7 separate regions of the Mus musculus genome follow, and all the other regions are linked to region 6. The links are chromatin contacts, called in public promoter capture Hi-C maps. All regions are on one chromosome and are shown on one strand. The core of a region is the stretch at or near the end of the contact, and the rest is flanking DNA. Distances in the headings are between cores, read along the strand shown.

Region 1 (3,715 bases), core at 1,161-3,660, 1.4 Mb before region 6:
AGTGTCACAACACCATAGTACCTAGTGAGAAAGAGCTCTGCTTAGCTTCTAGGCGGCGAGCCTACCCTCCCTCATACTGAGCATCCTTTAGGTCTCCTCGGGCACGGCTCCGTAACAGGCATTAACCGGATCTTCACTCACAGCAGGTTCTGAATGGCGATGCGCACCAGGTTGAGTTCCACGTCTGCCTCAGCGGAGATCTTCTGGACATGGCGAAACCCGTCAATGTAGGGCAGGATCTGTACCGGGCAAGGCAGGGTCAGCAAGGGTCACCAAGGCGAAAGTTGTGGATAGCCCAAGGTGGGCATCTCCTAAGAGAGGGCTAGCATACCTGCTGTGTGGTAAGGTCCCACTGTGAGCTGAAGAAATCCTCCTTGTCCTTTGTAAAGACGGGCACATCATACTCCTGCGCAACAGGAGGGTCTGGCCGCTGCTCGATCACCTTCAAGTGGATGGTGTTGGATTCATCTGCAGGGGACCCCACCCACATCCTCAGCGTCATCTTTCCCAGGGAGCCCTCAATTACTATCTAAAATCTCCTAGCACTAACTGAGGTGGATCTCGGGAGGGTCATTAGTCCTTTTGTTGTTGTTGTTGTTGTTTGTTTTTCAAGACAGGGTTTCTCTGTGTAGCCCTGGCTGGCCTGGAACTTACTCTGTAGACCAGGCTGGCCTCGAACTCAGAAATCGGCCTGCCTCTGCCTCCCGAGTGCTGGGTTTAAAGGCGTGCGCCACCTCGCCTGGCCCCATTAGTCCTCTTTTATGGAGTGAGAAGCTGAGGTCCAGAGAGGGGGATGACAAGAAGAAGAGCTGAAGAGCTCTGCTGGCTGCTCCCCCAACCCCAGCCCCATTGTTCCCTGGACCCTCAGATGTCACTGTGTCAACCCATGGCTATTTCCTGCCCACCAGCTTATTCAAGAATCTTTGCCTCTGCCAGTGGCTGTGTCCTGCTACTTCCCCAACCTTCCCTTGTTCATCTGCCGTCCTGGCAGAGGCGGCCGTACCAATGGGCAGAGTGCAGCGGCCGGAGGCATTCAGCTCTTCCAGCAGGATGGTCATGATGGGCACCAGCTTCTGCTTGCTCTCCTCGTTGGATACAAAGCTGCTCTCAAGCTGGGGAAGACACAGACAGCACAGTGAGTGACCACACCTCAGGCTCCCTGCTGCAGCAACATGGAGCTAGCTGCTGGAGGCTGGGGATTCAAGACACAGGAACTCTCTCCCCACCTGTGCCCACCACGGACGCACCCACCCACCCACCCTGGCCCCATCTTGCTGCAGACCTCCAGCGTGGTCAAGTAGCCGGCCAGCTTTTTAACGATGGGTTCCAGGGCACAAGTCTTAGCCTGAGCGTCACACACAAAGCCCAGGTTGAAGAGGAGAGCATTGCGGCTGTACTTCTTGTGTTCAATGCACACGGGGCAGCCAATCAGCTTCTTCTCCATGGCTGTGCTGGAGAGGTAGAACAGAGTCAGCCTGCCCCGCCCCCACCCCCACCCCCAAGCCAGGCTGGGACCCCTCTCCTCCCACCCAACTAAAGCCTCACACAGTGATGAGCTTGTTCTGTAACTCGGGCTTGGTGATGATGTACACCTGGACCGTGTCAAACAGTTCTCGCGAGATGAAATCCTCAGGGACCTGGAGAAGGCAGCCATGAGAGAGAGCTCCCTCAGTGGACGTTGGGTCCGGGCAGATTTTTACAGCCCACCCAGGCACAAGTCCCTCTACCGTTTTCTTCCCTCATCCACCCAGTGGTCTACTTTGTGCTTCCAAACACATGCTATGTTTTGGCAAGCTCCCTTGGCTTTTGCGTTCACTATTCCCACTACCTGGAATACCCCTTTCTACCCTCACCTAACTTTTATATATCATTTGTCTTGGTCCAGTGTTTCTCTTGGGTCATCTAAACCTTCATGAGCCTTAGCACCTCCCCGAAACCTATAGCCTGATTCTGTTTGGGGGACAAAACTCCTCCCCCACACTAGAACCTGATTCAGTTTGGGGGACAAAACTCCTCCCCCACACTAGAAACCGGAGACCTGGGTCTGTGTACCCTCTCCATTCAATGGAAGAGACACGCGTGGATGAACCACAACCCCTCCAGGCGGCCAGCTGAGCTCCAGAGAGCATCCCTCCCCTCGCCTAGTCCGGGAGTGTGGAAGGCACCTGATAGGTAATTTTGGGTCCCAGCGTTGGGTGGAACTCGCTGAAGAATATACATTCGATGCGGCAGCTGCTGCCCATGGCGCTGTCTGGATCCAAGTCTGTAATCCCTGTTTTTCGTGTGGGGATCGCCTCTACGCCTTGGAATACCCTGTCAAAAAGAGAAAGAGGCCCGGGTAGGTCACACAGGTTTGTGAGCGCAAACCCAACGAGCCGTCAACTCAACAGCGCCTGCGCAGGGCGACTCAGGGGGCGTGGTTGCCGCTGGATGGGATGGGAGGGGGCTTGTCCCAGGAAGTCTCGGGTGGGTAGACATCGCACCCGGAAGTGAAGCTACTCCGTAACGGAGCGGTGGCGCGGCTGGCGGGGCCGAGGGTCCAGTTTATTTTGGAGGAAGTCACTGCGTAGAACCTGAGAAGCAGGTGAGGAGGGCAAAATTCTACGGTGGAGGTACAGCGTGTCAGGTGCACATGGGGAGGCAGTGTGCAAAGAAATTCACGCTTAGGTAGGGAAGCAGCTGGGAAATACAATTCCCGTAGTGCTCCACGCCTTCCGTTCCGGCTAACGATGACGTGCTGCATTCTGGGATTTGTAGTCTTCCTCCTCCCACTTGGAAGGTGCGATCGTTACCACTTCAAATACAGGTGTTTGACAGGTAGACTGCTAAGTTGGGACTGTTAGTGCCGGCACTACTCTGCTCCTGTCATAACTTCTCCGGGAAAAGGTGCCATTTCTGTCCTGAGTTACTGTCCCCAGTGAGGGGCGTGGACAGTGGGCACTCTTGCCAACGCCTACGATGCTTTCAGGCTGTGCAGCTATCGGCTGGGCTGACCATGGCCCTTTCTGTGGAGACGGAGTCGCATATCTACCGAGCTCTGCGCACTGCCTCTGGGGCTGCAGCCCACCTCGTGGCGTTAGGCTTTACCATCTTTGTTGCTGTGCTTGCCAGACCTGGCTCCAGTAAGTAGAATTCATAGTCCACTTATGGGAAGGGAAAAGCTACTTCTCTTGGGGAACAGGGGGCAGTAGGAAACGATGGGCGTAACTCCTGAGAACAGGATTGACTGGCTGAAGGATATTCTCTGTTGAACGTATTTAACGTCGTGGGAAGAGCAGACCAGTGTGGGGGCTCTGCCCGCCAGGGCAAGCTTTAAGTACATGGCTTCTCTTCCTTTGATTTGGCATTTCATTCCTGACTTGTGGGGATGCTGGAGGAAGGAGCCGCCAGAGGAGTGGCAGAGCGTGCTTTCTGTCCAGGGAAGAGAACAGGGGGTGGGTAAGATGAGCTTGTTACTGGAGGAGGCTCGCATTTTGACCCCTCCTTGGGTGATGGATGGGCTGTCCATCCCGGCTATAGAGCCTGGTATGCTGGTTTCTTTTTCCCTAGTTCCATGAGGCGCCCTCTTCTCATTCCAGGTCTGTTCTCCTGGCACCCCGTTCTTATGTCTCTGGCTGTAAGTAGTGGGTTTGGGTAGCTTTTAGGGGTAGAATGTGGGCGTTGTTGGTGGCTCTCAGAATCCTTGTAGGCATTTAGTGCCAGTGTAGACGAGCTG
Region 2 (3,640 bases), core at 1,119-3,618, 1.1 Mb after region 6:
CATGCCTAGCTTCAGGGCGATGAGGCCAACTCTGAAAGAACCTGCCAACAAATATAATATATTCAAGACTACTTACAGATGTAATTATCTTCAATTATATTAGGTACAATATACTGGTGGTTAATAAATGTTTGTAAAATTAGCAAATGTAAGATAATTCTAACATTTCAGCTTTAAAATAACAGTATTCATATAATAATAGTATTAATATATATAATTCCATTATTATTCTTTTGTAGTTTTAGTTCCTGTCCAGCATTATCAATGAGAAAACATCTATTCCAATTCTAAGGCATTAAATGGTATTATACTACATACATGCCACAAGTTCTCTTCTACTAAGCTGTCCTCTATAAAGAACTTTTGGGGCTGGCACTGTAGCTCCATTGGCAGAGTGCCTGCCTTGCAAGGACAAGACCCTAAGTTTGATCTCATGTACTGCATAAGCCAGGTCTGAGGGTATATGCCTATAACTCAGCACTCAGGAGTTAGAAGCTGCAAACTCAGGAACTCAAGCCAGGCTAGACTTGAACTTTTGTCACTAGACAACAAAGTGTCTCAATAACTCCAGAGAACACACGTTCACAGGAAAAGCCCCATCCTGCCTGGTCTGGCCACCAATGGGTTTAGTGTATTATACTACATACATGCCATACATACATGCCATACATACATGCCATAGGACATGCTGATTCTGGAACTATGCTTCCCAAACAGCACACAAGCATCCCAACTGAAAGTAGCTGTATTAATACAGGACAGTTTACACTGGATTTTCCAGCCTCTTCTTCCTGGTTTCTACCTTTCATTTTATATTCTTTGTATCTAAAGAAGACAATATATGCAGAATGCTTCACCTCACACCTACAAAACACCTTCCTGAGGTCTTTTACTTATCTGGAAACAAATAAGCTGGCAGACGAAAGCAGAATGAAACAGATATGAAAATTCAAGATGTCATATGTCACCATTTTCATGCATCAAGCCATACTGTAATTAAGGGGTCACATCTCAAATCCCTACACCTCACCTGGTTCCCAGGGATGTAAAGGCCACGGCTCATCTTTCAAGGGATTCAGTTTACTTGTCAGCTGGGTTTTATTTTCATCGGAGACCAGTTGCTTAACAAAGGAGAGATTTTCTTCAGAAAGATGTTCATCCCACCAAGTACTACTCTTGCTGTGGAGATTTCTAACAAAGAACAAGATATTCTTTCTGGAAACAAAAACAATCAAGTCATTATTTCCATTTAATGTAGGGGAGGCCACAGTTAGATAATGCACTCACGGCCTCAGGGAATGGTGTGGTTTGTCCATTTTCCCTAACACTTCTTATAATAACACGGGGGCTTCTGCTTTAACCAAGAATGGTTACCCTGAAGGCTAAATTTATCTTTTCATTAACAATAAACAATCCTACCTAACTAATAAGAAACACATGAGTGACTACTAACCCACATGAATCTGTACTTGACAGTTTTCTAATGGAGTGGCATCGCCAATGTTAACAAACTACCAAATAAGCAGTTTTAAAAACAAAACTAAAAACCACAGAACACAACCCCTGTCCAGCAAATGCACTAAGAAGGAGATTAGCAGCTTGAGGCAAGGAAGGAAGGAAGTGTGTTTAATTTTTGCATACGGTGGGGGTGGATGAGAACCTAAATAAACCTCTGGGCAGTCTACTTTGGTTGGTAGTGAGGAAGTTCCAGCTTAGAATTACAAGTGATTTTCTACTCATTAGCTGAGTGACTTTGGACAACCTATTTCCCTTTAGTTTCAGTTTTATCTGAAAAACTTTCACGACAGTGGTCTGCTCACCGGACACAAGGCCTAATATAGGTTACAATACAAACACAACGTCTAGTCCAGCACTGGCTGGTTGGAAGACATTCTTGCTGCTGCTAATAGTCGCAGCTAACCCCTAATTCCTTGAACATTAAAACAAAACCCCACTACTCCTTCAAGGCTTTAGATTGAACGATGCTTTCTTAATTTTCTATGCTACCCCCTTGAACACATGGCCCCTTCCACTTCTAACCCTCTGCGGCAAAACCAAATCTCTGTTCAAGGACATAGTTGAGTGGGCGGCGCCCCCCGCCACCACCTCTTGCCCATACCCACCTTCTCTCTAAGCCGGGGTCAGCACCTAGGCCTCTGGCGCCACAGCCCAGCACCCGGGCGCCAGCCTGCGCCAGCAGCCTCCAACCCGGCATGGAAGTGGCCGGGCAGGGCTCGGCTCGCGACACCTCCCGCCGCGCCGCCGCGGAGCTTTCAGCAAGTCCCCAACCCAAACCCCAGGAGTTCGTAGTAGGCCTGGGACAGCAGTCACGCCGTTTGTCCGCCAATGCCCTCCGCGGAGGAAAAGCACAGCCGGGCCACTTCCGGTCCGTTTCTCAAAGCGGTCCGGGTAAAGACTCCATACCTGTAACTATGGTTCCGTATCCAAATGGCTCTACTTTGCCAATGGATTAGATGGTTGACTCTAGTGGTGGCAAAGAACGTTTGGGGCTTTAAACTTTAGGAGAATGTGACAAGAAAAGATAAAAATTTCTTTGTAAACTAAAGAAAGAGAAGTCACCTCCAATAATACTCACTGTGGGAAAACTCACTGTGCTAAGTAAGTCGCACTTTGGCAATTTTATATTGGTTAATCCCAAGACCAGCCCTTTAAAGAAGTTATTTCTATATTATAACTAAGGGAGCAAGTACTTAAAATTTATGTACATGCCAAAAACAGATGAACAGAGTTAACACTGAAATAGGACTGATGTATGCTAACAATAAAGTGGGGTCAAAACAAACAAAACAAACCAAAAACAACAAAACCGGACCACATGCAACTTTCGGGGCTGGAGCACAAACAGTCCCAGGCCGTTCTTCAACTCATCAAAGACCTTAAACCGGAATTGTCTAGAGAGGCAGCTCATAGAGTTGAGACCAGGTGCAATTGTTTCAGGAAAGAGTGTTACCATAAAGTTTCAGAATGATCGTGATACAGCTACAACAGTACTGTATCTTCTATGCCCCAGGTCGTCCTACCTTGTATGTGCTAGACATTCATTTCTCTACTCCAAAAACCCTATCTCAGTTACATCAGTGTTTTTGGAAAAGTAGAAACAGCAATTTGGCCTTTCAGCTTCCTCTTTAGAGAGAGAGAGAGAGAGAGAGAGAGAGAGAGAGAGAGAGAGAGAGAGAGAGAGAGAGAGCGCAAGCGAGCAAGGAAGAAAGGAAGAAAGAAAGAAAGAAAGAAAGAAAGAAAGAAAGAAAGAAAGAAAGAAAGAAAGGAAGGAAGGAAGGAAGGAAGGAAGGAAGGAAGGAAGGAAGGAAGGAAGGAAGGAAGGAAGGAAGGAAGAAAGAAAATTAAAGACCTGGGTAACCTGCTTTAGAAAGTTTAGAGAGTTATTGCTTAGACGTGAGGGCTCAAAATCGTTGCCTGTTCTTCCACTAAGTGCTGTTGTGGGTACCTTGACAGCTTCTCAGTAATATTTTGAGACTCAGAGAAAAGAATGCATCACTCTGTCCTTGCTACCTGACTTCACAGATACTTAAGATAGGCATATTCATTGAGCCTTGACATCTACTATGCATGAGAATAAGAGAAAACAAAACCTACTATCACCAATATCTAGTGTTTTGTA
Region 3 (3,431 bases), core at 728-3,227, 1.8 Mb after region 6:
CAAGCATGACCCAAGTGTGGAACAAGGAAGGATACAGAAAGAAGGGAGGCTGCAACCTGAGAGCTTAGGATGCTCGACAGCGCTGGGGATCCAGAACTGGTCAAGAGTTCCCAGCTCACCAAGCCTGCCTGTGTGAACTGTAGCTGGTGGAGACTCCTTTATGCTACCACATGAACACTGCAGGGACTGATACAATATGGCAAGTCTGCCCTGGTCTGGTTGTTCTAGTTGCTTTAGTTCTTGTGATGAGTTACCTGACAGGAAGCCACCCAAGAGACAAATGCTTGGTATGGACTTAAGTAGTAAGGAGTTACAGCCTATAATTGTGGCAGGACTACACAATTAAGACTCTTTGCATCTTGACAGAACAGGAAGCCAAGAGTGAGCCAGGAGTTGTGCCCAGCTACAAAACCTCAAGGCTTGTCCCTAGTGACCTAGTTCTTACAGCAAAGCTCCACTTCCCCCAGGTTTCACAATGTTCAAAAACAGCGACGCGACACAAGCTGGGTAGCACATGTCTAAACTCATGAGGTTATAGAGGGCATTGCAAACCACAATGCTGGGCAGTCTCTGTCTTCACTCCCTTTGCCGTGCACTCTTCTTCTCAGCCTCCCACTGGGTGAAGATCATAATGGAACTATTTGATGGAGACTACAACTGGCAAAGAAAAGACCAAATGTCCCTCTAAATGCATAATCCTACCACACATACACAAATTCTTACTTCCCCATACCATAAGAACCACAGCTTTCCCACACACCGCCTTCCAGGGCTTCCTATGACCACACCGCGATACAACCGGGGCCGTCCAGGTAAATTTAATGAAAATGCTGAGGATGTTTTGGGCAAACCATTGTTCTCTCTCTGTCCTTGGGGCTGAAACATCACAGCGGGTCACTCCGCCCACATCACCTGCAGATTCTCACTGTGCCTCTCCGGCCGATGTTGTTTCCTGTATCGAGGAGACTGCCAGAATGAGAAAAAAAAAAAAAAAAACCAGGAAGCCAAGTTTCTTCAGTGCATACCATCTTTCATAGAGTCCCAGTGAGGTCATGGCTAGAGAGTCAAGGGCGTGTCTTCCTCAGAAGGAAAGGGTCATCACCGAAGTTCGAGACTGTCAACAGCAAAGCAGTGTGGGTTTCTTTGGCTTTGCTTGTTTGTTTTCTGCTTTCATTTGTTAAGGTATGTTATTAGCATGTTGGTTGCACGTCTTAATGGGTCTCACTGCGCCTTTTTCATACGTGTGCATAATGCATCTCTATCAAATTCACTTCCGTACCTATCTTACCCTCCCGCTCAAGTTAATCCCGATTGTCATATTGACAGATTGTCCCTTTGTTGCTATTTGGTTTTGATTTGTGACCCAAGGAGTTCAGTCACAGGAGCTGGGAGTCGGGGCGGAGGACGCTGTGAGCTTTTTGTGATTGCTTGTGTGTATTTTCTACAGGGCCTCCAAACCCAGCTTTGCGTTGCTGCGAATGATCCCAATGATCCCAGATGCCTTCAGGCATGAAGAGAAATCTTCTGTGTATCCTTGACCTCCCTCTCCTGCCACTTTAAAACACCTTTATTGGCTCCATGAGAGTTTAAGACCAGACACCGCGTTTGGCAGGGGAACGAGCTTCCTCCTGTCGATACATGCCCACTACTGAGGCTTCCTCACACACACACTGAGCTGAATCCTAAACCTTCCAGAGGCAGGGGGAATTTCTTCCCAAAGGCTATGCATCACCATCCGGCTGTGGAAAAGATAAAGATGTGCCCGGAAAGCAAAAGAGAAGGCTGGGCAGGAGCCTGAGGTCTTGAGTTACGCCTGCTCTGGCTCCTAATTGAAGTGGAGGAGGCTGCTCTGAAGAAACTCACAGACGACCTGGCATTATTTGCATGCTAAGCTCTGCCCCACCCTCCTTGCAATCCTAATAGGGAAGAATGTGGCTCCGCCTTCCTGTCAATCTTTTGATTAAATAGGCACTTCCCTCCCGAAGGCTTCTGAAGTGCAGCACCTCCTAAGGCTGCCCAAAGCAGCTCTCTCCCCGACCATGCGAGCCGTTCCTCTGCCCCTGAGCCGGACAGCAAGCCTCAGCCTTGGCTTCTTGCTCCTGCTTTCTCTCTGCCTGGACCCAGGCCAAGCCAAGGAGTTGAAGTTTGTGACATTGGTAAGTACACCTTTTCTCATTGTTTTTCCTGTTCCGAGAACACTTGGTTAAGTGTTGCCTTTCGTGTTTCCTCTCTGCTGTCTGCCTGAGGGCAGGCACTGTTCAGACTCAGAAAGTGAGGAGTCGCACGAGTTTGTTTTAAAGACAACAACAGTCTCACGTGCTATCGATGGTACTGTTCCTTTACAGCTGCCCTCAAGTCCAATGCCTTCGGACTGACAGGTTACTTCAGGAGAACAGGCAGCGTAGAGCACAGTTCAGATATTCAGGAGCTAGCCTGGCCTCTTTCCATTCAGTGATCATTAGTTCGCAAACCAAGGACCAGTCAGTTTCTGAAGTCAAGTCTCTCGTGTTTATCATGACTCTGGAACATATGCCTGTAGTTATGTGTTTGATAGCACAAAAGACAAACTGAACAGAGTTTCAGAGTGACTATCAGATAAAAGATTCAGTTGACCATTAAAACCATGATTTTCCGTGCATATGGTAACTGAGACAAGCCATGAAAAGAAGAGATCTGTGACTTGCCTGTTGTCAAGGAAAAAATTATATACAGTCGGGTGTTAAAAAAAAAAAACATATGGGAAAGGGCTGGAGAGATGGCTCCATGGTTAAGAGCACTGACTGCTCTTCCAGAGGTCCTGAGTTCAAATCCCAGCAACCACATGGTGGCTCACAACCGTCTGTTGGGATCTGATGCCCTCTTCTGGTGTGTCTGAAGACAGGTACTGTGTACTTATATACATAAAATCAATAAATAATTCTTTAAAAAAATATATGGGAAGTGCATTTTCAAAGTCAGGAGGATTCACCTCCTCTTCCTCCCTGCAAGAGAATTCCCAGAAACGATTTTCATGACTTAGAGAAGGACGCCTCTTAGTTTGCACTTAAATATGATGTTCCTTTCCTGCCAAGGTGAGGTACTCAGGAGATTCTTTTCTTTCTACAGAAAAAAAAATCTTTAATTTTACATAAATTATGATTCTTAGTACAGTAGATCTTTACCAGTCGTGAGTCAGGAACGAAATGGAAGAAAGACAAAGACCCATCAAGCCATTTGCCAGCTGTGTGGCTTTTGTGTCCATAAAGCAACAAGACACCCCCTACCTTCTGCAGGAACACCTATGCGAGTTATTCTTTCCCTTCCACGCATGGCATCCTTGCCAACAAGCTCCTTAGAAGAGGATAGGGACCGTGGCATTGTGGCTGTGTTCTGTTGGTCGTGCCATACTGGGCTCGGAAACAGCTGGCTTCAAGGCAACCTTCTTTGAGGCA
Region 4 (3,456 bases), core at 389-2,888, 1.0 Mb after region 6:
CATTAGTCACTTTCAAAAAATAAGGGGGGCTGGCAGTAGAGAGAGACACCCAGAGACACTCAGAATTGACCTCTGGCCTCCACACACATGTGAACATGAGCCTACGTGTCTTTTGAACACACATACATTTGTACATGCACATACACTGCACACATCCAGAAAACAAAACAAAAGAACCACCGTGTCCTCTTACTACCACCAGGAATTTTTTCTTGAAATTGGCCTGGGGTGGGGCTCTGGAATTGGAAGATATGAAGGGTTTTATAAGCTTCTTTCTTCTTCTTCTTCTTCTTCTTCTTCTTCTTCTTCTTCTTCTTCTTCTTCTTCTTCTTCTTCTCTTCTTCCTCTTCCTCCTCCTCCTCCTCCTCCTTCTCCTTCTTGTTGCCAGGTGATAATGTTTGACCAGGATGATTTGCCTGTCCCTTGGATGTTATCTGAGTAATGGCATCTGTATCGCACCTAACTCACCATGATGTGACTGCCTCAGTCAATGGCATCTCTGCCCTGCGACTCAGGGGACTGAGGCAAGATGTCCACAGGCTTTTCCTGATGGTGCCCTTATTCTTAGGATGCTGGCCTCAATCTTTGACATAAGACACAGCATCGAACCTCCACCCTCGAATCCAAGAATGGCTGCATTTACCATATGTCTGGCTCTGAGGAGAATTTTACTCCCATACTACGCTGGTTCCACCTCCACTAACAGGTCCTTAACTGGGAACCTGAGAGGGTTGAGTGGCTTCTACTAAAGTCACAAGCCTGTATCTGGGTGAGTTCTGAGCTCTACAACAAACTTTCAAGTCCAGGCTGTGACCTGAAGTCAGATCTTCTTTGAGTGTCACCTCTTCCCTTCCTTAAATACATACAGGTTCTTGATATATGGACTCAACTTCAGGTGGGGCAGCCTAGCTGAGGTGAAGGATCCTGAATGCCAGGATCTCAGCATTAGGCATTGAGTGTCCCCCATCTCTTTCCTATTTTTCTTCACAATTTAAAGTTCTGAGGGTATTTTAATTTACTCCTAGTGTGGTGGTGGTGGGGTGTCCTGTCTGACTCCTCCCCACTCTTTTCTGTGCTTTATTTCCTCAGCCAGCCACCCCTCCCCAATCTTACTGTGTGACCTGTGACATTTCCATGTCATTTTCCATGTACCAGGCGCCACATCACTACCCAGAGCCCACAGCCAATGCAGTTGGTTGTTGTAACCACATCCATTGGCCACTCCCCTTCCCCAAATGTGTTAGCTCTGTCCCTGTGCCCTCTTATAATCAGTCAATCCCCACATTTCCACCACTCAAGACTTGTTACACCCACCTCTCCTTTCCCCCATCACGCTAGGCTAGGAATAAGTTCTGAAGCCAGACTACCTTCCTCCCATCCCTAGACTCTTTGTTATGAACGGACCAACCCAGAACCGTTTTCTAAAAAATACGTTGTCCTTTGCACTGGCAGAACTCCTGCGTAAATTCTAACTCAGGTTCCAAAACACCTCCGGCCTGAGCCTGACCTTACCAAGCCTTCAGCCCCACCCTAGCCTAAGGGCCAATCCAGGGTGTCTTCGGAGCTCCTGAGAGACCCATCCTGATTGGCTGATGCGGAGTCTCGCAAAGCTCCGCCCCGAGGCGCTGGCCTCTGCAAGAACCCGGAAGTGCGAGCCTCGAGATGGAGGGGCATCGGAAAGTGGAGCTCAGCGAGGCCCTGGCGCTCGGGCCGGACTGGCGCCACGCCTGCCATGCGCTGCTCTACGCGCCCGACCCCCGCAAGCTGTTCGGCCGCATCCCGATGCGCTTCGCCGTGCTGGTGAGGACGCGTCATGCACGGCCGCTCCCCCGCCCCAGGGCTCGCGAGCCCGGGCCAACCATCATACCCTCCTCCCCCAGATGCAGATGCGCTTTGACGGGCGCCTGGGCTTCCCTGGCGGCTTCGTGGACGCGCAGGACAGCTGCCTGGAGGACGGGCTGAACCGGGAACTGCGCGAGGAGCTGGGCGAAGCGATGTCTGCCTTCCGCGTTGAACGCTCTGACTACCGCAGCTCACACATCGCGGCCAGACCGCGCGTGGTGGCCCACTTCTATGCCAAGCGCCTGACTCTGGAACAGCTGCAGGCTGTGGAAGCCAGGGCACCTCAAGCCAAGGACCATGGGCTGGAGGTGGGACCAGCCTGGGATCCACTCCAGCTCCAGTCTGTCCTCCCCCAATCCCCTTACCGAGAAAAGCCACTGGGTGGAGGAGATTTTGACCCTCCGACTTTGAATTCTTTCAAGTGGCATGAACTAGTTGGGATCTTGGTCATCTCCAGGCTAGATAATACCACCTACTCGGCCACCTTTAGCGGCCCCTGCAGAGAGCTTTTTAGAACACACATCCAAAGGTCTCTCCAGCTCTATGCTAGTGCACATGATACCCTAAGCTCTTGACTTTGGGTTCATATTTCCCTTAAGCAGACAGTGAGTCTAATGCTAGGGACGCCTGTGTGTAGAGGTGACCCTGAACCTGGGAGTGAGAGCGCTATTAAAACTGATTAGTGCGCACACTTTGACAGTGTTTAGACTGAACAGTCCATTGGAATCACTTGAGTTGGGTAAGGATGTCAGAGGAATACTTGGGTATTTGCATTTTTCTTGAGCACCCAAGTGCTACCTATACAGTGGTGTGAGTTCTGAGTTTTGAAATACTGCTACAGCCAGGCATGCCTCCTGGAGGCCGTCGCCAGTAAGGGTGAGGAAAAGGATGGAGAAGGATTGGCACGGATGGAGCTTGGAACCCAGCGTGGCTCACTTGTCCACAGAGTTTGGCTCTCTAAGCTCTCCTGAGGTGTGATTATTAGGCCCGGTTCTGCTTGGCTCTTCTCTGGAGAGTTCTGTTCCAAGGTAGATAAGGTAATGTGTTGAGGTTCTTGAGGTCCCACTTGTCCGATGTCTCCTTTTCATAGGTGCTGGGCCTGGTGCGGGTACCCCTGTACGTCCTCCGTGATGGTGAGGGAGGCCTGCCTGCCTTTCTGGAGAATTCCTTCATTGGAGCTGCCCGAGAGCAGCTACTAGAAGCCCTTCAGGACTTGAAACTTCTGGATCCTGGCATTATTGCAAAACTAAAGATCCCAGATTCTAAGTAGAATCGGACCAGCATGGACCCCTGGAACCCAGAGGGCCTTGGTATGAGGGAGGGAAGGACAAGTGGTCTCTCTTTGGGGTATAAAGGATTGTAGGTGGTGCCAGATTAGCAACAGGGAAGGATATGCACTGTTTTCAACGGAACACCTTGTCTGGTGGCATTAGGGATAAAAGGCCTTTGTAGTATCCCAGAGTCCTGCCTTATACATGGACAAACAGCCTGGAAGCTCCAGGTATGTATATGTGTAGTTCGTGGTCACACACAGCCTGACACACTGTCATCTGCCCAGTTTAACCATGATGTGGCATTTGGCACATCCCACTCCTTCCGGGTAAATGGGAGGGT
Region 5 (3,537 bases), core at 335-2,834, 1.2 Mb before region 6:
ACCAAGAGCCAGGCATTCCCAAGCCGTCCCCCTGCCATCCTGCTTCCCGGCTGTGTGGCTCTGGATCGGTCCCCGTGCCTCTCTGACAAAGGAGCAGAAGGACAGGGTGGATGGACAGACATGGAGTGTAGCAGGTGCTATGCATCGGGCTGGAGGTTGGGTGCAGGACATGAGAAGTTACTCTCAGGTACTATGCCTGGCTCCTTTTTTCCCCTCTTCCCCTCCTCAATTTTGTCTTCCTCCTTGTTTTGGTTTTAGATAGGCTTTTCCTATGATGGAGTTCAGCTGGGTCTCGAACTCACAATCCTACTGTCTGTGCCTCTAAAATGCTGGGGTGGCAGACAGACACATCATGCTCGGCTTCCCTTTGCCTTGTTTTAGTCAAAATCGAGAACCTATTGGCTGGGTCAAAGATGAAAAGCCAGGTGAGTCTGGAAGAGAAAGGCTGAGGGTCCTGAGGGATCATAAGAGCAGTCGGGTGAGGGGTGACCAGGGGAAGTCATTGTGAGGGTGACCTGTACCAGGATTGGGTGTTTTCCTGTCCTCCCCTTCCAGGTCACAAGGCAGCCCCCTGAGTTGTGACATCCAGCAGGATCATAGCCATGGCAAGACACAGATTCCAGCCCCACCAGTGCAGGCAGCTGGACTCTGGGCCTTCATCCAACCTTCAGCCTTTGCCTAAGCCTGTCTTCTGCCCTCCTGGGTCATGTCAGATGGGTGCCTGGGTACCAAGCAGACAGGTTTCCATCTATTCTCACCATCTTGACTCCTCTAGGCTCATAGGTGCCAGGCCTCTAAGATGATTTTGCTAAGTCCCCTTCCTTGGACAGCTTCTGAGGGGTTAGCTCTCATCTCCAGCTTTAGATCTAAGGGGCTCCAGGATCCAGAAAAAAAGCTTTAAATTGTATGACTGCAGAAGTTCGTCCCCAGGCTGTGGATGAGGGACCTACTGTGCTGGGTTTCCAGCTGCCTCTGAGATGGGAAAGCCTGAGTGGTCACCACAAGGGAATCTGTCTGGACTGTGAGATCTTCTGGGTACCACGGAGCTTGCTAGGAGAGAGAGCTAACTTCCACGGGATTTCTTGGGAAAAGTCATAGGCTGGCCAGAGCCATACCCACATCCTGGCCAGCAAGCAGAAAGAGAAAGTGACTGGGCATGTATGTCTCTGTGCCTTCTCTAGGCAGCCTCCCCTGACTAAAACTTTGGAAGCAGCTCTGGTCAGTACCCTTTCTCTAAGCCAGCAGAGTGGGTCCTGAAAGGCAGGCTGTCCCTCACATGTCAGACACACAGAAAATGCTTGCTTCAGCCTGTGCTCTCTGAGTGAGGTCTGGAAGAAAGGATGCCACATGTCAATAACTCTTGTGTCAGGATCTGAGAGCTCCCCTCCCTACTCCCCCACCCCCACCCCCCACCGCATCCCACTGCACTATAAACAGGCTGACTGAAGAAGTGCTCGTAGAAGCACCCAGATGGACTGAAGGAAGCAGTGTGTGTGTGTGTGTGTGTGTGTGTGTAGCTTTGCAAAATAGAACCTAGCCCAAATCTCAGCCTCTGGGACAATCAAGGTGGGTGGTAAGAGGGATGTCTGGAGCACTGTGATGTCAGACCTGAACTCTCAGAGGAATCTTGAGGCCTGCCAGTCACCTGATAGACCAAAGCACCTGGTGCCAGGGAGAATGGAAGAGGCAGTGGGTGCCTGGCCCAGGGACCCTCCTGTCTTGCTCTGGGCCAGGCCAAGCCTCTGATGGAGAGGTCTAGGCTGGAGATCATGTGGTGATGTGCGTGGGAGCCTCAAGAAACATCTCCCAGAACAGAGAGCTTGGTACCCAATATTCTCAGCGGGGTGCGGCAGGAGGCAAGAGAGAGGAGAGAGTCCCAGCCTCTCTCCAAGCTTTCTACCTACCAGGTAAGAGAAAGTCAGCCTCTCTCCAAGCTCACCACCCTCCAGGCAGATTCTCGGTCTTTTTCAAACCCTCCACAGCCCTAGAACTGGCCTGTTTACATTTCTGACCACTTTGGGTAATGTTTGCTGTTGTCACCTTTTAGGCCACTGTGAGGATCTGTGTCTCCCCTATGTGGATCCACCAGGAAATATTATTTAGAAGGTTCATTTGTCTGGCGGAACTCGGAATCCAGGGGCCAGTGAGAAGCTTAATGGGCTCCGGGACTCACTAGTGACATCATCAGCATCCTGGACCCCCTCCTGCCCTGCTAGCCCCCCTGCACATTCTAGAAACTACACACGGTGGGGGACACTAGGGAGGACGTCCTCCTGTGACCGATTCTCTCTGCTTCCAAGCTAGTAGGAGTTCAAGCTGTCTGGAGGTTGCAACTAAATATAAGGACTAAGCTATGCTGGGTATTTTTATGCCAACTTGACACAAGTTAGAGTCATTTAGGAAGAAAGACCCTCAGTTGAGAAGACCCCCCATCCCTTTGGTTGGTAGACAAGCCTGTGGTGCAGTTTCCTGATTGGTAATTGATTTGGGAAGGCCCAGGTCACTGTGGGTAGTGCTACTCCTGGGCAGGTGGTCCTGGGGTGTATAAGAAAGCCGTTGAGTAAGCCATGAGGAGCAAGTCAGTAAGCAGCACCCTATATGGTGCCTCTGTACCGACTCCTGCATCCAAGCTCCTGCCATGACTTCTTTCAGTGATGGGCTACAATGTGAAACTGTAAACTGAAATCAAATCCTTTCCTCCTCGCCAAGTTGTTTATGGTCCTGGTGTTTCACCATAGCAACAGAAACCCTAAGACACTAGCCCAGGCGGTAACTTACTGATCAGAGCTAGCCTGAGCCATCAGAGATAGAATCCCTAGCCTTGGAGAAAGACCACCCCTCCCAGCTTCCCCTGCCTGCAGGTTCCAGCTTCTCAATGCCAGATATAATATAGAAACCAGACTTCTGGGGGACCTCAAAGGGCTCTAGCTTCCCACCTCCTACTGGTCCCTGTTTGACATACAGGGATCTCAGGTCTGCTGTTCAGGGGTCCAACCAAGTTCCAAGGATGTCACGTTCCTAGATGTACCGTGAGAATTGAGAAGTGCAAACTGGGATGGTCTGAGAAGCAGGCTGTTTAATGCACAGTCCTGTGCCTGGAGCAGGGGCTAGGGGAGGAAACTGTCTTCTCAGGTAAGTCTCAGCACCTTTGACTCCTACCCAGTTTGTAATGCCTCTCTTGAATGAAGGCTCTAGCATTCACTGGGCTTTGCTCTTGGATTCTTGAAAAAAAAATTTATTTGTTCTTTGTAAAATCATCTGTATGCACAGGATTGTACACACACAAGTGGACATGCCTCTGGAGGCAGGAAGAGTGGTCCTCTGGAGCTGGAGATACAGGGGTTGTGATCCACCTGACATGGATGTCTTCTGCCAGAGCACTACATGCCTTAACCACTGAACAATCTCTCCAGTCCGTCTCGAAGATTCTTATTTTAACCATGCATGTTTGCTTCCCATCACCTTGGAGGCCTGGAGAAGGAGGGTTACCCAGATGTCCTTAAGGAGTCCTGTCCCTGACCTTGATCTGTCTCTGCA
Region 6 (3,295 bases), core at 236-2,735:
TTGAACTTTTTTTTTCCCTTGAATTCTAATAGGGACCTTCTAGGCTTTTGCCCTTCTGGGAAAGAGATACAAAATTCACCTAGGACTGAGCTTTATGTTTTGGATGCTAAGATGTGTTTAGTACCAAGCCCGGGGAATCCCATACATGAAAACTGAACATGTTTGCAGGCGTCCCGCGGCAGTGCCCTGTGTATTCCTTTTTACAAACAGTAGTTTCTGGGAAAGCTAGCTGGGAACTACAAGGCTAAATGGCGGAGGTTTGGCAGGCGCTACGTTGTTTAGGAGTGGGATAAACTGTTACCTGGAGTTTTCTCTGTCAGCTTGTACAGAGAATCAGAAAGCCCTAGGTGTCAGGAAAATACGAGCGTCAGTCTCCCAAGCACTATGGAGAACTGGATGACTTTATGCATGCTAGGGAAGGTCTCTCCCACAGGACTACACTTTCAAGTTCCCTTGAAAAGTGAGAGTTAGGCTTCATTGTGTCCCACATCTTGCAAATGAGCTCAGTGTGAGAAAAGATATACTAATACACGCTTTAAAAAAAGCTAGAACCCCATCCCTAGACTCCGCCCTCTTCCACCCATGCTTACGGATACAGTTGTCTTTCTACCTTTTTAGGGGCTTGAATGTAGCTCAGTGGTAGAGCGCATGCTCGCTCGTTACATGGACAGCCCGGGCACAGTCTTCAGTACCCTCCTGTCCCTAAACTTAGATATCTTTTTGCAGCTGAGTCTTTTATTGTTCCTGTATAGTTACGCTGTAGCTTCCCGACCTTTACCCCAAGACCTTTCTGTCCTTCACTCTGCCCAGTGGAGAAAATGATTGTTTGGGCTTCATTACTGGAACCCGGCCTTTGCCTGCTCTAGCACTGGGCTGTTTTTGTTGTGAAGGGTGTAACTCAGGACTTGTTTTTTGCTATCATGGAGCCAGAAAGGGATGTTCCTGGCAAGGCTGATCATGACCAGCTGTATGGGGACAAGGGTGTCTGGTCTTGTCCTATAGATTGAGCCCCATAGCACATGTCCTTTTGCTTATAACCTGGGGACTTGCTGAAGGTCTGACCTTGAGTGAGATTTGTGGTTACTCTTGATTCGTGCCTGGACCACTTGCTGAACTAGCCTGAGTCCTGAGCTTCCTTAGGCTGTGTGCACTGGTAAATCTGCAGCCTTTCCACATGGACCCAGCTTTGCCAGACTGGTTGTATGAGCTAACAGAGCAGGCTAGAGGTCAATGGACTCCGGGTCAGTTGGCTAGACAACCAATAGCCTTTTTTTTTTTTTTTCTTGGCAGTAGAAGTGGTAAAGGAACGTCTAAGGCATAAATGCCAGAAAGGGGGCACTGCCGTGGTGTGAGGGCTTTGGAAGTACAGGATGTGGAAGAAGAATGGCCCAGGGGCCTGCTGGTAGGAACGGCGTCCTTCATGAATGATTAACTTCTAGGCAAAGGAGGTGACCTAGGAGGAAGGTCCACTTAACAGGAACTTTGGACTTGGAGCAGAGTGTCCAGAAGACTGGTGTGTGGTCTACAGAAGAGGACGTGGCTGGGCATCAGGGCTGGGCTTTCAGGGCTGGTGTAAGATCAGGTTTGCTGCAGGCTTCATGACTTCTCCAGGTTTCATTTCAGGTTATGGAGTCCGCCAGTCCTGAGCCCTCGGAGGGGTGGCCATGATGGATGGTGGGGTTCTGTCCGTGGCCTCACTCCTTCTCCTCCCTCTCTAGGCAGCTATGGACACGAGGCTGTGCTGAGAGAAGCGGGGCATGGCTGCGGCCCTACAGGTCTTGCCCTGTCTCCTCCGAGCCCCATCCCGTCCACTCCTCTGGGGGCCCCCAGTGGCCCGGATGACCAGTGGTATGGCTTTGGCAGAACAGGCACGGCAGCTGTTTGATAGTGCAGTGGGTGCTGTGCAGCCAGGCCCCATGCTGCAGAGGACACTGTCCCTGGATCCTAGTGGCAGACAGCTGAAGGTGCGGGACCGGACTTTCCAGCTGCGGGAAAACCTCTACCTAGTGGGCTTCGGCAAGGCCGTACTGGGCATGGCAGCTGCTGCCGAGGAGCTGCTGGCTCAGCATCTTGTGCAGGGTGTGATCAGCGTACCCAAGGGGATCCGAGCCGCTATGGAACATGCTGGAAAGAAGTAAGAGTCTATGGGCGCAGGGGGACGCCCTCTACTGTCCTTTGGAAGAACACCTCCCTTCCTCTTTGATCTCCCTATCTCCTGGGTCTGGCCTGGTTTCTAAATGGGTTATCAGTGGGCCGCTTTCACCTGTACAGCTGAGAAGTCAGGTCGGAGGAGAGGAGCCCACCCCCATCCCTTCTCCCTTCTCAGAGAGATGCTGCTGAAGCCACACAGCCGCATCCAGGTGTTCGAGGGCGCCGAGGACAACTTACCGGATCGGGATGCACTCCGGGCCGCGCTGACCATCCAGCAGCTGGCAGAGGGGCTCACTGCAGATGACCTGCTGCTGGTGCTCATCTCAGGTGTGGGACCAGCCGACAGGGGTGCCCCGAGTACCATATGGTCACAGGGTGAAGTCAGGACCATGGCAGACAGTGAGGAACCTGGAGGGTACCTAGTGAGTGGTGTCAGGTTGGTCACCTCTCCTCAGCTGGAAGTTCACCCTGTTGAACATCTGTAATGGTGAAGGCACAGCTGGGTACTAACACTGACACACATCAGAACCTTTGGAAGACATTGCTGTCTGCAGCGGTGTCATTCGTGCTCCTGAAGCTGAGTTTCCAGACCCCATGGATCTCTCTTCTTGCTTATTTGCTGTTTTTTCTTGCTCTTTCTTAGTTAAATTTAAAAACAAAAATTTTTGGGGGGTATTGGGGATAGAGTTCAGGGCTTCACACAGGCTAGGCAAGCACTTTGCTAGCAAGCTTCTCCTGGGATCTGGTATACCCCTACTAGGGGACAACTTCACTCTGTGTCCACAAGGGGGCACTGTAACCCCACCTTCTTAGAGGACCTTCCTTATGGCTTGCCTGGTTCTCTGGGTCGGGCTGTCTCCTCTCCCTGACACTCTCACTGACTTTAGGTGGGGGCTCAGCCCTGCTGCCTGCTCCTATCCCACCTGTCACACTGGAGGAGAAACAGATGCTCACCAAGCTGCTGGCAGCCCGAGGAGCCACGATCCAGGAGCTGAACACCATCCGCAAGGCCCTGTCGCAGCTGAAGGGTGGAGGGCTGGCTCAGGCTGCCTATCCTGCTCAGGTGCACTAATCACTTCTTCAGTAGGCCCTGGGTTCCCAACACGTGACAGGGAGATGAGAGCTTAAGCCAACATATGAGTTG
Region 7 (3,275 bases), core at 155-2,654, 1.4 Mb before region 6:
AGGCCGCCATTCCTCCCAGTCAATGACTGCCAGCCCCCCAGGCTCCTGGGTCTGGATGTAGCGTTCCACAGATTCCTTCAGCATGGGCAGGTGTGCACAGAGGCTGCCGTTCTGAGGCACACCGCCATGCACAGATGTCCCGGCTGCATCAAAACGTGGATACAGGCCTAGACGGTCGTAGTAGAAGGTGGTGATATTCTGGTTGAAAAAACCCTCATTCGGTGTAGCCTTCACATCGAAGGCCCTAAGGTCCAGTGGCACTTTGTGGCGTGGGGCACATTCTTGTGTGGGCACGTTCCATGCTACCACAAAGGGTCGGCCAGTGAAGATGGGCGGCGCTGTGGGCTTAAGCTCCCCGGCCCATGCTACCTCCAGCACTAGGGCCAGTGTGATGATGGGACCTAGTCCTGCCCGCATGCTGGGGGCTACAGGAAGTGTTACCTGCCTGGTAGCAGCTCAGGAACTGAAGAAAGTGTGAGAGAGAACAAGTCAGTCTAGCAAATTCCAGAGATGTGTACGCACCTTCATCCCACATAAACTCCCCAAACCCATACTGTGCGGCACACCATGCTCCTGCTCAGATGGCCGAGGCTGTAACAGGTTTGGGAGATAGCAGGATGCTGATGGGTAGGCAAAAGACCTTAGGGAATTTACCGAAACCACAGAGCTCTTTCTAGAGCAGGGAGCTGCCCGTGGTTGGGCAAGAATCTCCTTTAGGTCCATGTCCTTTCTGAAAAAGGGACTGATTAGGCTACCGACTCACTGCTAGAGTCACTTACATGCCTGTATACCATACAGTAAATAGTTTTAAAACACTCTGAACACCCCATGTCCCCCACCCTCATTACGAACTCAGAATTGATTCTGAGAAGAGACAGCATTTGGGGCACAACGCATACAGAAGCTGGGAAGCTGTTAGGTACACTGCAGAGGAACTGGTATCTGTGCAATGTGCGCCAAGCAGAAGAGCAAGAACGTCAGGACTTAGTCTCGGGCACCGACACTCTTAGGATAGGAGGAGGCGCCCCGGGGACAAAGGGGCAGCGGACTTCCCACCGCGGTGCTCGCCGACCTGCCCTTCCCACCACAGCCACCAAGAATCTGTGTGAGCACTTCGCGACCGGCCCACACCCTCACCTCCCAGCACAAGGGGTCCCGGGTAAAGAGTATTCCACTCCGGTCTTTGTGCGGGACCCCGCCCCCGCCCCGCACGTGGGGCCAGAGTTCAGCCGGGTGGGGGTGGGGTTCCTGGGTCACTTATGAGGGCGCCCCTAGAGATTCAGAGCCCATCTCACAGGAAGAGAGTCACCAGGCTTGCGACGCCCGCCCTCACCTCGAACCAGGCGCCACCAGGACCCACGCCAGGGCCGCCGCCATCCTGGTACCAACCAAGCCCGATCCGGCCCTTCGCCCAAGCACTGCCCCAGCTCGAGCCTCTGTTGGCTCCGCCCCGAGGCCCGCGGGCCCTTTAAGAATCCTGCCTCGGAGGTGGGTGGATGGCAGAATTTACGGCCTCGTAGGGAGGGTGTGTTTCTCTTCCTTTTTGCCAGTGCTGCGTTTCGAGTTCGAGGACCCTTAGATCTTCTGTAGAGGAACATAGTTATGTATCTGAGATTGAATACCTCCTGGAATGGGGATTCCCGCTGGTTTTAGCCACCAGAGCTAACCAGCCTGAGATATTACCCCCACAATCTGTCGTCAGTGGAACAATCCACTCTTTGCAGCTGGCCTCTTAAAGGGATAGAACATTGGATGGGGCGGGCGCGAGCGGAATGAGGGGGTAGTGGTGGTAATGGCATTTGAAATAAAAGCTTATAGCTGAAGCCTTGACTGGGGGTAGCTGCGGATTCAATCCCACCTGTCTGAATATGGACTCTAGCAAAGTGGGCCCTTTGTCTAGTGTAAGAGATTTTGACACGAGTGGATCCAGAACCTCTTGGAACATTAATGACCCGCCTTCGCTGAGCCCAGGTTCCCTCCACTAGTCTGTCTGCGGTCAGAAGGAAGCCCCGCCTTTTGTTTTGCCCGTCTAGAGGAGGGGGCCTAGTACAGCTTCTGAGCCCTCCTTTGGCAAAGCAGACATAGTGGTTGTCCTGGTAACCAGGGGGGTGGGTCGCTGCCTTGCCAAAGGGATTGAAGTTCAGTCGGGCCAAAGGGGAAAGTGATCTAGCCACTTTCACCGGATCCACGCCAGGGCTTGCCAATTTACTGGATTCTCCCCGGACCAGTCTCTGCGACGAGGTGAAGGTGGGATGGTTGTCCATAGGGGTACCCACTCAACTCCAAATAAAGAGCAATTTGCCAAAGTTTCGGGCCTGACTTCGTAGAAAGGAGGCTTCAGTGTCTCCCTAGTACCCCGACTCCATATTCTGAACCTTTCTGCCTTGCAATCCCCTTCCAGTGAGGACTAGGTTTAGACCTGTACCCTCGCCTCTTAGATCTGCTCTCCAATGCACGACTCAAATCTCCGAAAGTCCGCTTCTGGCCGCCAGCCCCTTTCCCTACCGCAAGCTTGGAAGCTAGGGAGCGCCGCAGGAGTACACGCATTTATGGCAGTGCGGACTAGCTTTATGTACTACTCTGCGCTCACCTGAGTAGAGTCTCTCCAGCCAGGTTCCTTGCGCCAGCTGCTGCCCTCTGGGCAGTCTGCTGGGGATTTGATAAACCCCATTCCTTCCCACCCACTCCCTCCCGCCTCCCATCCCTGCTCTTTCTCCTCACTTCCTGCTGCCCTCCAGGCGGAAAGGGCCAGGGGGGCGGGGAGGAGAGCCCCTTGACCCTGTTTCCCTTGGTGGCTGGCTGCCCTTTGCACCCTTCCTCTCAGGAAGGTCTGCATGAGTTGTGCCAGGTGATGGGAAGGATATGGGCCTAGGAACCAAGGGCTCATCTTTCTCCAAGTTTTGCATCATCCTCAAATCCAGTAGGGTGTGAGGGGGCCCAAGTGGCTGGCTGTATTCATGGGAGTCAATTTGCTGGGTGGTTGAGCGAATGGTCCCCTAGAGCAGGTGCCAAAGAAGAAACCATCCTGCACGAGGGGAAAACGGGTGGGGTGGGGGTGGTGGGCTCTTCCAGTAGCTGAGTCAGTTTTTTTTCCATCAAGAGCAGAAGTATCCAACCTGTGACAAAGACAATGTGACAATGTGTTGATGCCTGTGGCTGTGTGATATGGGGTGGGGGGAGAATTGTGTCCCTATGGGAGAGGAAGCTCACAATACGAATTCCTGGAAGACCTCTTTGGAGGTCCAGGCAAATTTGCCTGCTCTCAAATCTACCTA

Evidence for each region. Promoter capture Hi-C pulls out the DNA fragments that hold promoters and counts their contacts.
Region 1: a promoter capture Hi-C map of liver shows a contact between it and region 6, with 10 times the contacts expected there. The contact joins the promoter of Nprl2 here to the promoter of Glyctk in region 6. A contact is called at or near these places in 3 of 39 promoter capture datasets (liver and pre-B cells) and 2 of 9 other capture datasets (adipose tissue and liver).
Region 2: a contact with region 6 is called in a promoter capture Hi-C map of erythroid cells, with 9 times the contacts expected there. The contact joins the promoter of Mrpl3 here to the promoter of Glyctk in region 6. A contact is called at or near these places in 3 of 39 promoter capture datasets (the C10 cell line, embryonic stem cells and erythroid cells).
Region 3: a promoter capture Hi-C map of embryonic stem cells shows a contact between it and region 6, with 5 times the contacts expected there. The contact joins the promoter of Acpp here to the promoter of Glyctk in region 6. A contact is called at or near these places in 4 of 39 promoter capture datasets (the 3T3-L1 cell line, embryonic stem cells, hippocampal neurons and 1 more), 3 of 115 datasets of contacts at active chromatin or transcription factors (embryonic forebrain, embryonic stem cells and stem cell-derived neural progenitor cells) and 1 of 9 other capture datasets (pancreatic islet).
Region 4: a promoter capture Hi-C map of stem cell-derived epiblast-like cells shows a contact between it and region 6, with 5 times the contacts expected there. The contact joins the promoter of Nudt16 here to the promoter of Glyctk in region 6. A contact is called at or near these places in 5 of 39 promoter capture datasets (embryonic stem cells, hippocampal neurons, liver and 2 more) and 3 of 484 Hi-C or Micro-C datasets (B cells, CD4 T cells and pro-B cells).
Region 5: a promoter capture Hi-C map of liver shows a contact between it and region 6, with 8 times the contacts expected there. The contact joins the promoter of 4930429P21Rik here to the promoter of Glyctk in region 6. A contact is called at or near these places in 2 of 39 promoter capture datasets (both in liver).
Region 7: a promoter capture Hi-C map of liver shows a contact between it and region 6, with 2.3 times the contacts expected there. The contact joins the promoter of Hyal2 here to the promoter of Glyctk in region 6. A contact is called at or near these places in 4 of 39 promoter capture datasets (erythroid cells, liver and pre-B cells) and 1 of 9 other capture datasets (liver).

The regions. Positions count from the first base shown.
Region 1 is chr9:107,540,904-107,544,618 of GRCm38.p6, reverse strand. Nprl2 (NPR2 like, GATOR1 complex subunit) reads right to left here and starts at 2,410. Exons shown (of 11, transcript NM_018879.2): 1 at 2,166-2,410; 2 at 1,546-1,637; 3 at 1,283-1,451; 4 at 1,004-1,112; 5 at 332-468; 6 at 142-239; 7 at 1-21. The coding sequence starts at 2,243. It overlaps Cyb561d2 (cytochrome b-561 domain containing 2), which reads left to right and starts at 2,426. Exons shown (of 4, transcript NM_001357289.1): 1 at 2,426-2,584; 2 at 2,969-3,122; 3 at 3,579-3,616. The coding sequence starts at 2,996.
Region 2 is chr9:105,051,996-105,055,635 of GRCm38.p6, reverse strand. Mrpl3 (mitochondrial ribosomal protein L3) reads right to left here and starts at 2,368. Exons shown (of 10, transcript NM_053159.4): 1 at 2,124-2,368; 2 at 1,031-1,215; 3 at 1-41. The coding sequence starts at 2,215.
Region 3 is chr9:104,336,268-104,339,698 of GRCm38.p6, reverse strand. Acpp (acid phosphatase, prostate) reads left to right here and starts at 1,977. Exons shown (of 11, transcript NM_207668.2): 1 at 1,977-2,156. The coding sequence starts at 2,040.
Region 4 is chr9:105,129,987-105,133,442 of GRCm38.p6, reverse strand. Nudt16 (nudix (nucleoside diphosphate linked moiety X)-type motif 16) reads left to right here and starts at 1,638. Exons shown (of 3, transcript NM_029385.2): 1 at 1,638-1,800; 2 at 1,881-2,150; 3 at 2,933-3,456. The coding sequence starts at 1,663. The coding sequence ends at 3,112.
Region 5 is chr9:107,352,105-107,355,641 of GRCm38.p6, reverse strand. 4930429P21Rik (a long non-coding RNA gene) reads left to right here and starts at 1,584. Exons shown (of 5, transcript XR_003948243.1): 1 at 1,584-1,907.
Region 6 is chr9:106,156,328-106,159,622 of GRCm38.p6, reverse strand. It overlaps Glyctk (glycerate kinase), which reads left to right and starts at 1,485. Exons shown (of 4, transcript NM_174846.4): 1 at 1,485-2,134; 2 at 2,327-2,478; 3 at 3,039-3,214. The coding sequence starts at 1,758. It overlaps D030055H07Rik (a long non-coding RNA gene), which reads right to left. Exons shown (of 7, transcript XR_003948237.1): 5 at 3,106-3,295; 6 at 2,389-2,630.
Region 7 is chr9:107,567,292-107,570,566 of GRCm38.p6, reverse strand. Hyal2 (hyaluronoglucosaminidase 2) reads right to left here and starts at 1,404. Exons shown (of 4, transcript NM_010489.2): 1 at 1,334-1,404; 2 at 1-463. The coding sequence starts at 417.